2 separate regions of the Larimichthys crocea genome follow, and region 1 is linked to region 2. The links are chromatin contacts, called in public Hi-C maps. All regions are on one chromosome and are shown on one strand. Each heading gives the region's core, a stretch centred on a gene start, on an enhancer-like site or on the middle of the called end of the contact. The rest is flanking DNA. Distances are from core to core; before and after follow the strand shown.

Region 1 (5,387 bases), core at 2,360-4,859, 170 kb before region 2:
CTACAAACCTCAGAAAATTCTTGACTAAATCACGCAGCTGGTTTCCGCACAGTGAGACTTGAGAGTGTCAAGGTTAAGTGAAAGATTTTTTTTTTTTTTGACAAACGTGTTAAGGATCAACAAGCATCTTCTTACATAGGGTAGTACTTATTTAGAGCCACATGGGGGAGCTGTGGTACTGTGCTGAGTCACTGTTACTTCATGTAGCAGAGAAATAGGGGGGGAGACAGAGAGAGAGAGAGAGAGAGAGGGAGAGAGAGGCTGGGTACATATTGAAAATTCATGACACGCACTTCTCAACTTCTGCAAGATACACAGCAAGTATAATGAGCTCAAATCTGAGAAGCTCCTGACTATTTTATCAGTTTGTGTTTCTTTTGGGCTCTGTGTCTGTGAGTGAAACTCTAACTCTCTGTGTCATCATTTAAATAGAAATTACTGGCACAGCCGTGGCTTTTAACAATACGCTGCCCATAAAGACACATAACGAAGAAGAAGATGGGAGGGGGGAAAAAAATCTCTAAATAAACAGTCACTCTGGTCGCAGTAAAGTCTGTGTAATGAGCTGGAAGTGAGTGTCTGTAAGTTTGCCCTTAATTACATTTTATCTTAACGTCTCTCTATCTTTTTTTTTGTCATCTAACTCTCATCAGCTCTTCTTTATTTCTATATATCTAGATCCTTTCCTCTCCCTCTCTCTCTCTCTCTCTCTCTCTAGTCATTCTCTGTCTCTCAGTGTCTGACCTAGTTTTGGACAGCCTTTCCTTACACACACACACACACACACACAAAAACCACTGATCCCGCAGGTGCTTAAAATCCTTGAAAATTGGTTGAATTTCGATGTGGTGTTTTTTAAGGTCTGGAGTTGTCTGGAATTTTGATTTGTGAGGTTGAAATGGCTGGAATTGATCAAGGTCATGAAGCCACTTTCAGACAATATCGCTTATGGCTGGCAGTGTTTTATTCCCATCATGCACTGTGGTTAACTCTTCTCTTCTCTTCTCTTCTCTTCTCTTCTCTTCTCTTCTCTTCTCTTCTCTTCTCTTCTCTTCTCTTCATCCGAGGCTGCTGTTTGTACTTGTGGTGGTGTGATGCAGAGCAATGCTGGCATGTTGCCCCAGACCAGACCAAAATACCCATGCACACACACACCACACAAAGCAAAAGACACACACACACTTGCATACAGCCTGCAGTGTATCTTCAAACATTACTTCCGATACATTTGGACTTCTCGTTGTTCTCCCATCACAAGTAAAAAAACATGCAGGCTTTCGGCGTGGGAGGACTTCTTAAAGGAGGGGGACAGTGATGTCACAAAGGAACCACAGTTACAGCTACAGCACATGCTGAGTGAGAAGTTTCAACCATCTGGTCAATCATTATTCATAGCGAGGCGTAAACAGTAAAACGTGCTGCTGGGCATGTGTTGCAGCAAGTGTATGATGGAGAGTGAGGATGGTGGGCTGCTAAACTGTTATTAACACGCCTCGACGGTGGCTCTTCTCAGACAAAGGTGAAGTGGTTGGATAGAGATGCAAAAGCCAGGTGGTGAGTGCAGTTCGTAAGATGTTCAAAGAGCACCTGGACCTGAAGAAATGTGCAGTATCAAATATTAACATTTGTCAGTGGTAGCTTGCTGCTTTGAGGCCTCTCTGCAGGAGGATCATTTCACCGAGGCTGCACAAGTTCACTTTGTTTAATCATCAGTCATGAACTAGACTAAGGAAAATGTAGATCTCACTCACTCGCTGTTCAGGAGACTGAAGTTTGGACGATACAGAGGAGCAGTTGTTTGGACGTCCAATCCTATATTTAGGCCAGGTGCAGGAAAATTCAGTGACGGGAAAAGCAGAGAGAAACCGCACGGAAGGGTTATAGCTCCTGAACTTTATTGGACTGAACAGGAAGAGGCTTGACAGCGGCCAACTGGAGCTGAACTGCTTCACGCTCAGAGTGAAAAAAAGAGATTTGCAGTGTCATTCTTTTGTAATCCAGAAGAGGAATGAGCAGGAAAAAAACATCTCGGCTGATGTCACGGTTTAAACAGATAAGTAGATTCAGGTGCACGTAATTAAAACAAATTAAATACAGCAAAGAGAGCAGATTAGGAGGAAAAGATATGTGACGGTACAGAAGACTTGAGGATACACAAAAAACCTGCATTTGTCACAGAAGAGCATCAGCTTCAACCAGTTTATAGACTGCAGGCTTTACTGGTTAAACAAAAATATGGACATTATGCTGATGTCATGGTGAACCAATCAACCGAAGAAAGGAAACATTTAAATGAAGACACGCAAGATACATGATCAAAAGCTGGACATGCCTTACTTGCTGTAGTTATTTTGTTTGGATTTTTTACCATGCATGCAGTCTACTTTCAATAAAAAATGACTTTTGGTTTGTTTACAACCATTATGACTTCGTTTGTTGCCATGTTTCATTTCGTGATGTTGTTGTGTCTGGAGATCTCAGCCAATGAGGGCACAACCAACCGCTAACCAAAAACCAAAGCGACTAAACTGTCGTTTCCTTCTAAGATTTATTGTACAAATACCTTCGTATGATGACACTGGACAACATTCAATGAACCCGCAGGAAAAATGCAGATGGAAATGTAACAATTGCACGTGATAGCGCAATACTGAACAACATTTCAACAAATTTAAACAGCATTTAGAGACCGGCGGGGGAAAAAAACAAGTCATTTAAGACTTTCATGTTTGCCTGATGGAGACCAGGCCGACCAGAAATAAAGCTCTGGAGCCGTCGTGCAGTGTTTGGTTACTCTCTGCTGATTTCTTTATGTCGGATGAGATTGTTTCTGTATATTAAAAAATAAGAAAGGCATGTTTGCGATTCAAACTGATTTAACAGTTTAACAGATTTCCCTCGACAAACAACAGAAATGATTCTGACTCCACGTTAGGCACGGCTCCCCACAAAGAGACGCCAAGGTCACGTCCTCGTTGTCGCTTTCTGTGAATTTCTCTAAACTTACATGAAAATTACACATAGTGCACTGACCTTTAAAACTAGAGTCAAATATAATAAAGCTTTTAGTATTTTTCCACCATTATTAAATCCAGACAGGGAGGAGAGGACCTTGAAACATTTAGACTGTCAGTGAGAGAGATCAAATTTATAGAAAGGACGACTGAACGTGAATAAAATGAGGATTTCTATATATATTAATAGACTTTTTTTTTTGTGGCACCCAATCCACATTTTCTACAAGTCAAGTGTCCCTGCAGCATATATTAGGAAACTCCAGTGAACGGGCGCTCTTCCACACAAAGACATCAGAGTCTGAAGAGATGCATAGAGGGGGCAGAAGTGTGACTCATAATGTAAAGGACGATCTCCAATAGAGACTGACATGTCAGGAGTGTGTACTTCACTGACTGAACCATGTGATTCATCTCAGTCACAAGTGCACTTTAAGAAAAAAAAGAAAAAAGAAGACATTTAAATCAATTTCCTGTTGCCAAGTCACAGTTTCACATTAAGACACATTTTGTGCATGTGTGTGTGTGCATGTGCATGTGTGTGTGTGGGTTTATTTTTTTAAAGATCTGTGCTGTATAAATAGCTCTACTTGTTATGAAGGAAAATGTTTGCAGTGAGTATCTCAGTGTGACTTGTCTTCCACAGCCTTCTTCAGTGTGTGTGTGTTTGTATACACTGTATAAGTGTGTGCTCTCTCTCTCTCTCTCTCTCCTCCCTCCCTCCCTCCACGTCTGCCTGCCTGCCTGTCAGCTTGCCTCGACCACGTAGCAGCTTCCTGGCAGCAGCAGCCGCTTGTGTCTACTCTCCCTCCTCTCTGACACACTCTCTCTCTCTCTCAGTATCAGTAGCCCATGTAGAACCACGTAGCACCAGCTTTGGATTTTAACCACCACCACCACCACCACCAGCAGCAGCAGCGGCGGCAGCAGCGGCGGCAGCAGCAGACCGAAGCGGTCATGGATCTCTTTGAATTCGACTTTTTCAGAGACTGGGAGCTTGAACAACCATGGTAAGTCCTGCTCACACTGCTTTATTATCACTGTGCTGCTTTTGTATTAATGTGTGGAGGTTTTAAAGGTGGATGAAGGGACATGGCAACCTTATTATTATTATTATTATTATTATTATTATTATTATTATGATTACTGGAGGTGCAGAGACAGTCAAAGTGAGTCGGGGTGAAATCGTGCATCGTCTCTTTGTCACCGTATCGCTGTTGCTTGAGACGTAGCCTGCACACACACACACACACACACATGCACATGCACACACACACACACGCAGCGCAACGCCGGCTTTTTACTGTCTCATTGTGATATTTAAAGGAATGTTTGATTTGTATGTGAGAGCGCACCGGGGTTGTGTGTGACAGAGCGGTGACACGGGCAGCAGCAGCAGCAGCAGTGTGCTGGCTGTGCGTGCACACAGTGTGCATGGATGGTGTGGTCCTCGCAGCAGAAGTTTGACAGCTTGATATCGGATGTGATCCTCTTGTTGGTAAACAGAGCGCAGGTGAGCCGGTCACTGGTCGGTCTGTTGTTGTGTGTTGGACGCACGCAGTCACGTGCACACAATGAAGTTGGCTTGTTGTGATGATTTTTTTTTTGGGGGGGGATAGCACTCCTTCAGTTTCTCCTGTCCATGGCCTAAAAATGATGTTTTCCCATTAAAGGTCCAGTGTGTACAATTTACAGACTACATGCAGTAAGTGAATATAAGTACTATGTGTGTATAATCAAGACTTGTTATGTTTTATTCCCTTTAGAATGAACCTTATATCTACAGACGCCACCGGTTCATGGCGGAGTCCGCCATGTGGAACCGCCATGTTTCTACAGTAGCCCAACTTAAGCTCTAGATAGGCCGCGATGTTGTTTTGGTCCATCGTCCATGCGACTTCAAACCTACCGGGAGCATTTCAGAAGTGTTCTGACTGCCAGACTTTGTTAAATTGCTCAGTGTTTTTCCTTTGTCTATGTGCTTATCTGTAAACATGCTACATAATCTGGTCAATTTTCAAAATAAAACAACCAAAAGGGTAACAAATGACCCTTTTGGCTGTTTTATTTTGAAAATCAACCGGATTCTCTATGCTGTTCCTGTGTCTGGAACCCTACCAGGCCTCAAAACATCGACTAGAACTAACTGCACATGGAGTACAGCTCTGGCGGCCGTGTCGCATCCCTGCTTGGTGGAATTTGCGGGTATAGACCGGCTCTAGAAAGACATTGTTTTGCATGTTTGGTTCGCCTACTTCAGCTAGGATGGAGTGGGTGAGGCTACTAGATGCTACTGAATCTGACACAGCGGTCCTTTAAACGATGAATAATCACTGTGCTGTGGAGTTAGTGTTGATCAGATAATCGGTTGCT
Region 2 (5,223 bases), core at 2,659-5,158:
ACTGTTGTCAAATTTAACAAACACTCTAAGTCGTGTAGTAGTCAAAGTTTATCCGGTCAGTGTCAGACTTGGTCATCTTCAAAGAAATGTATGAAGTGAAGCATATAGCAGACAGCGTCTCAGAGACTGAATCTGTTCACAGCAACAACAACAAAAAACAACCACCATGTGATCATGTGACAGGCGAAGGATTTTCCACGCATTGCTCTTTTCCACTGCACGCTACAGAGCTGTGTAAATGAATTAAGGACACCGTTTACCTCCGTGGTTTAAGACTGTTGCTCAGATACAGCAAGCTGGTGCAGAGAGCAAACAAAAAAAACAGCGTTCACAAATTAAATTTGCTATTTTTGCGCAGCAGATCACTGCTGTGAATAAAAGACTGTCTCTATGGACGCAGACCTGACCCCAGAACCCCAGCAGTTTTTAAAATCAGTGTGAGCCAGCCAGACAGTCACTGTTGTGAAATAATCTCCAACAGGGTGATGCAGGACCTCGACTCAAGGTGGAGGGGACTTGCCCTGATGTGATTTTTATTTTTATTTTTTATACTTAGACATCAAGGTTTTTCCTTGAATCAATATAATGATAAACAACAGCAACATGTATTGGAACCGTTCCATTTTAAGGAGGACTGAAATCAGTTAGATCAACATCTCAAAGGCAAAATGATCTGAAAGCTTGTAGGCGCTCATTTTTTAACTTGCTTAAAGTGTATTCAAAATTCTAAACTCAGCTCCAGTGAGTAAACTATGAAATTAAATCTTTACTCTTACACTGAAACTGAAGCGTATTCCGGTCATGTCCTTGCCTCCTGAGCCACGTGAAACCTACCAGCATGAAGCCTGAGACACCTGCAGCTGCGATCAATAGCGTTTTTCACAATATTGCTTCATCGCTTTAATTATCAAAACATTCTGCGTTTAATTATCTCGAGCAGCGTTCAGGAGGTCTCTACAGGTGTTGGTGTTAGCTCATGTACCTGTGGTATCCTGAAGGGTATGTGTGGTTTGTGAAAGCCCACGGCCAAGAAGAAAGGAACGTCAACGTTGTCGGCGTCGACCGCCCGACTCTTCAGTAACCTCACTGCCTCGTCTGTGCTCTCCATGTCGGGGAGGGTTCCCCCAGGCTGCTGTGTCACGTTCACGGCACACAGCAAGTTGGCGTGGAGTTTACCATCGTCTCCTTTACACATCTGGAACAAAAGGGTGTTAGATTATAAAATCGTCCTGCCGATATCTACACGTCAGGCTTTCTGTCAGCCAGTCAGTGACAGAGCTATCTCCACTCTTGAGTTCTTTGACTAATCTGCTGTCACCTAAGATTTTTAAGACTTGTCAGACACAGCTGTAGCTCTCCAGATGTCTCCCTTACAGGAATTAACAGAGACATTAGAGGAGCTCTTATGACAGACCTTCAGCAGCCACATACTTACATCAAGGAGGCAAAGATTTTGTAACTCCCACTCATGAAGTGTCAGGCGCTGCTGCTACTGCCAGTTATGACAATTCAGATTCCTGCTATTTTATTTATACGGCCCGATATCACAACTTTATAATCTGCACCGCCTACGACTACCTGCTCTGCGCCGAGGAAAATGACAGGGCCTCAGCTGCCTCTGGCTCCGCTAATGGAGCTCAGCCAACAGAGCTGCAGCCACCACTTATTCAAATGATGGTGCCGCAGCTGCCATTACACCTGTTGATCCGGATGATGTCAACACCTGATGGAGCCCAGCAGGAGAATCCTTTTCAAGAAGGATCTGCAAAACTCTCCCGCTGAGCGAAACCGGCAGTGATTTCCTCCTTCAGACCTCGAGACGACTAATCTACACTTGCTATACAAATTAGACCAGACACACAGTAACGACTTAGGCTGGGGAGGCACTGTGGTGCAGCGGCTGTAACAGTCACCTCCGGTTTCCTCCGTTCAAAGATATGCAGGTCAGTTCACTGGCAAAATGCACAAAAAAAAAAAAAATAATAATAATAATAATATTCAGTATTCAGGAGAAATGAAGAGAGCTTGTGAAGCTGTATTTAGGCTGGAGGTCTTCTAAAGGACTGCAATGAACACAAGCGATACGGTAACATGCACAATACCCAAAGTAGTGCTGCGGACAGGTTCAGCATCATTATGTTCTTCATAGGAAAATAATTGCTTGATAATATTGCTGGAGTGTCATTATGACCAATAAAAAGAACAGCTATCAGCTGATTTTCAGGTACCCTTCGTCATATTTAGTCAATATTTGGGAGATTTAAGATGAACAAGGTCGTTTGACTTCTTACAGACAATCAGGCCTTGATGAACAGAAAATTATTCTGCTTTTAAAGAAATAATTATTTTAGAATATTCTTTCTGTGGCTGAAAAAAGCAACAAATAATCATATTTATAAAAGGTCAGGACCAAAACCAGTATGAAACTGATTTTTTTCTGCAAGTGGAAGTGAGCAGGGATAAAAAAAAAAACAACCAGTGAGACAGGCTCCAAAACTCTGAGGCCGAGCCGTACACTCAAAGGTACATTCGCCTTTTCTATGTGTATAAAGTCAGACACAGAACTGACTTAACATTTTGTGTAACGGATACTCTCTCCTGTTCGTACCTTTTCTTTCTCAAATCTAAATGAAGCCGGATGGTATGCAGGGATGGACCAGCTGTAGGGGTAGTCATCCGTGTGGTTAGAGGCAATACCTAAAGGAAGAAAATACAACGCGACCATTGTTACTACTGCACAATTGGATAGACACAAATATGTCAGACATTTCACAAGGAAACAACAAGTTCGTGCAGATCAGGCTCCTCTCAAAAATGCATTATTAACTTGCAGTACATCTGCGGTTCATACCCATGTCAGGAAAACAATATGCTTCACACCTCGAGTTAGATTTTTATTAAAAGTGTATGTCATCAATCCTACCTGGATGAAACACTTTGCCCACAGACATGGTGAAGTATCCCGCAGATTTAAAGTGCTGCGGCATGGTGGTGTAGTTTCCAGAATGGACCCTCCAGTAGGATTTGAAGTCATAGAGCCTGGTCGTGTCTGGTCTGCGGCTTGTCAACATGGATGTACGACTGGGAGCGCACACAGCTTGCTGAGAGAGAGAGGAGGGGAAACAGACATTCAAACATTTATTCATGATCCATCCGTCACAGTCACTTCAAATTTAAACTGCATTCGACGACAGACCTGAGCGTAAGCGTTGAAGAAAACTTGGCTCTTGGACGCCAGCTGGTCAAGGTTTGGTGATTTGGCCACAGAGTCGCCGTAGCAGCCCAGAGATGTGCGCAGATCATCTGCCACGATGAAAAGGACATTTTTCCTCTCTGGAAAAAAAAGCACAAAGACAGAGTTATTACAGTTTTTAAATAAAACTATGAAGCATAACAAGCTCTGACATAGTTCCCTATGGAAAGTTTGAGCCAGAATTATCTTTATGAACTAAAACTGACTAAGACAATGAGTGGTTATCAGACACCACAGATAAAAGCTGAACAGAAACTATCAGGTTTCACTTCCTCTGACATCAAACTGAACACAACAAACAATAAATGTAACAAGTAAATTAAATTAAACTAAGCAAACAGGCTGATAGGCGCCAATTAACCGCTCATTTAACCTAGTTACTGAGATTTACCGCTCAGACAGGCTGACAGTGAACAGGACAGCTCGTCTGTTTCAGTGGAAACTTGATATAAAAAGACTTTTTCACGTGTTTCGTTACAAACTTCACCTTTTCTCCTCGCTGCAGCAGCCAGTGTGTGAAGTGCGAGCAGGAGCAGGCATGTTCTCACACAGGTGTTCATGTTGGTTCACCTTCAGGTTAAAGTTTAACGTTAATGTCGCATCCTCGTGCACACGCCTGACGTCAACACAAACAAACAAACAAAAACAAATCAGCGTGCCGTCCTCTGCTTTAAATAACTTCCTGATTAACGCGTCACCCGGGTGGGATGTTCTCATTGGTCCATTCGCTAGTCGCCCCGCCCCCGAAACGGTGAAGATGAGGTGTCAATCATTTTTTATTAATCACTTAAATGGTAAAAACTACAAAACAGGTTCAACTACGGAGGCTCAAATGTGACATTTATCATCCTGTTCGAAAAGCTGCTTGGTGATATGGCTTGTGGCTTAATTTGTACAACAAGTCAAAAGAATTTTAGATTATTAGTGCACAGATTTTTATAAATCGCTATAAATCAGTTACATTAACTGTGTGGCTTTTATTTTGAAAGATTTTTAACGGAAGCCGTTTGATTCATCTTGTCTGGCTTTACACAGCTGATGGTGAATAAAGTGAGGAGGTCTCACTCCGCACCAAGTTGAGTTTTGTTAAAATAAATCCCAGTTTATTAAAGTATTAGAAAGTATTAGTCTACTTTAACGCAAACTAAACAATAATAAACTCTGGGAGGTTTAAAGTAAACGGTAAATTATGAGAGACACTCATGTTTCTTCATTTACTCTGTATACATTCCGGTACATATTTCATTTTTGATAGACCTCACTGTTAATACTGTAAATTGCCGCCGTATTTATACTATTTATATCTTCCAGACTTTCTTGGATGTCTTTTAGCTTGTATATATTTTTATTTTATATTTTTCACATCTTTTACTATATTTTATATTTCATGTTTATTTTGCTGTTTGCACCAGGATGAGAGGGAAACGCAATTTAAATTCTCTGTATGTCCTGTACATATGGCAGAAATTAAATTAATTGTAAATTGTAGTTCTCACATTTCGGTTCGGCAGAGTGAGTGATCGCTTCAAATATAGGCGATCTTTGTCCGGAATAGTCAAACAGCAACAAGAAACATGGCGGACCCGGCGGTTAAACGTGACGGTGTTGAAGCTGACGAGTTACCTCAGAGAGCCGAGAAGAAAGCGAGAGTGGACGGTGAAAACGGAGGAGGAGGAGGAGGAGAAGGAGAAGGAGGAGAAGGAGGAGAAGCTGAGTCTGAAAATGTTCTGTGCGGGTTTAAAACCTCCAACGTCCTCAACGATTCAGCCCGGGAGAAAACGATGTTCATCCGCGGGAAGGTAAAGACGTAACGTCAGGTAACTTTACTGAACTGAGAGCAGGTGACCAGCTGACTGTGGTTCACAGGTGTGAAGTGAGTTATTGTTAAAGGTAAATGTTTTTATTGTTAGATTTATTTAAAGTAATGAGAGCATTGACTTCCGGTTTCATATTTCAAAATAAAAGTCTGT

The links. Hi-C and Micro-C count contacts between places; a contact is called where the count stands out from the background.
Region 1: a contact with region 2 is called in a Hi-C map of muscle, with 3 times the contacts expected there. The contact joins the promoter of aff2 here to the promoter of ids in region 2. A contact is called at or near these places in 4 of 7 Hi-C or Micro-C datasets (all in muscle).

What each region holds. Positions count from the first base shown.
Region 1 is chrI:43,012,237-43,017,623 of L_crocea_2.0, reverse strand. It overlaps aff2 (AF4/FMR2 family, member 2), which reads left to right and starts at 3,609. Exons shown (of 26, transcript XM_027280910.1): 1 at 3,609-4,024. The coding sequence starts at 4,022.
Region 2 is chrI:42,847,696-42,852,918 of L_crocea_2.0, reverse strand. ids (iduronate 2-sulfatase) reads right to left here and starts at 3,908. Exons shown (of 13, transcript XM_019255930.2): 1 at 3,741-3,908; 2 at 3,197-3,333; 3 at 2,924-3,101; 4 at 2,609-2,697; 5 at 983-1,195. The coding sequence starts at 3,813. It overlaps dcps (decapping enzyme, scavenger), which reads left to right and starts at 4,792. Exons shown (of 6, transcript XM_010747461.3): 1 at 4,792-5,052. The coding sequence starts at 4,828.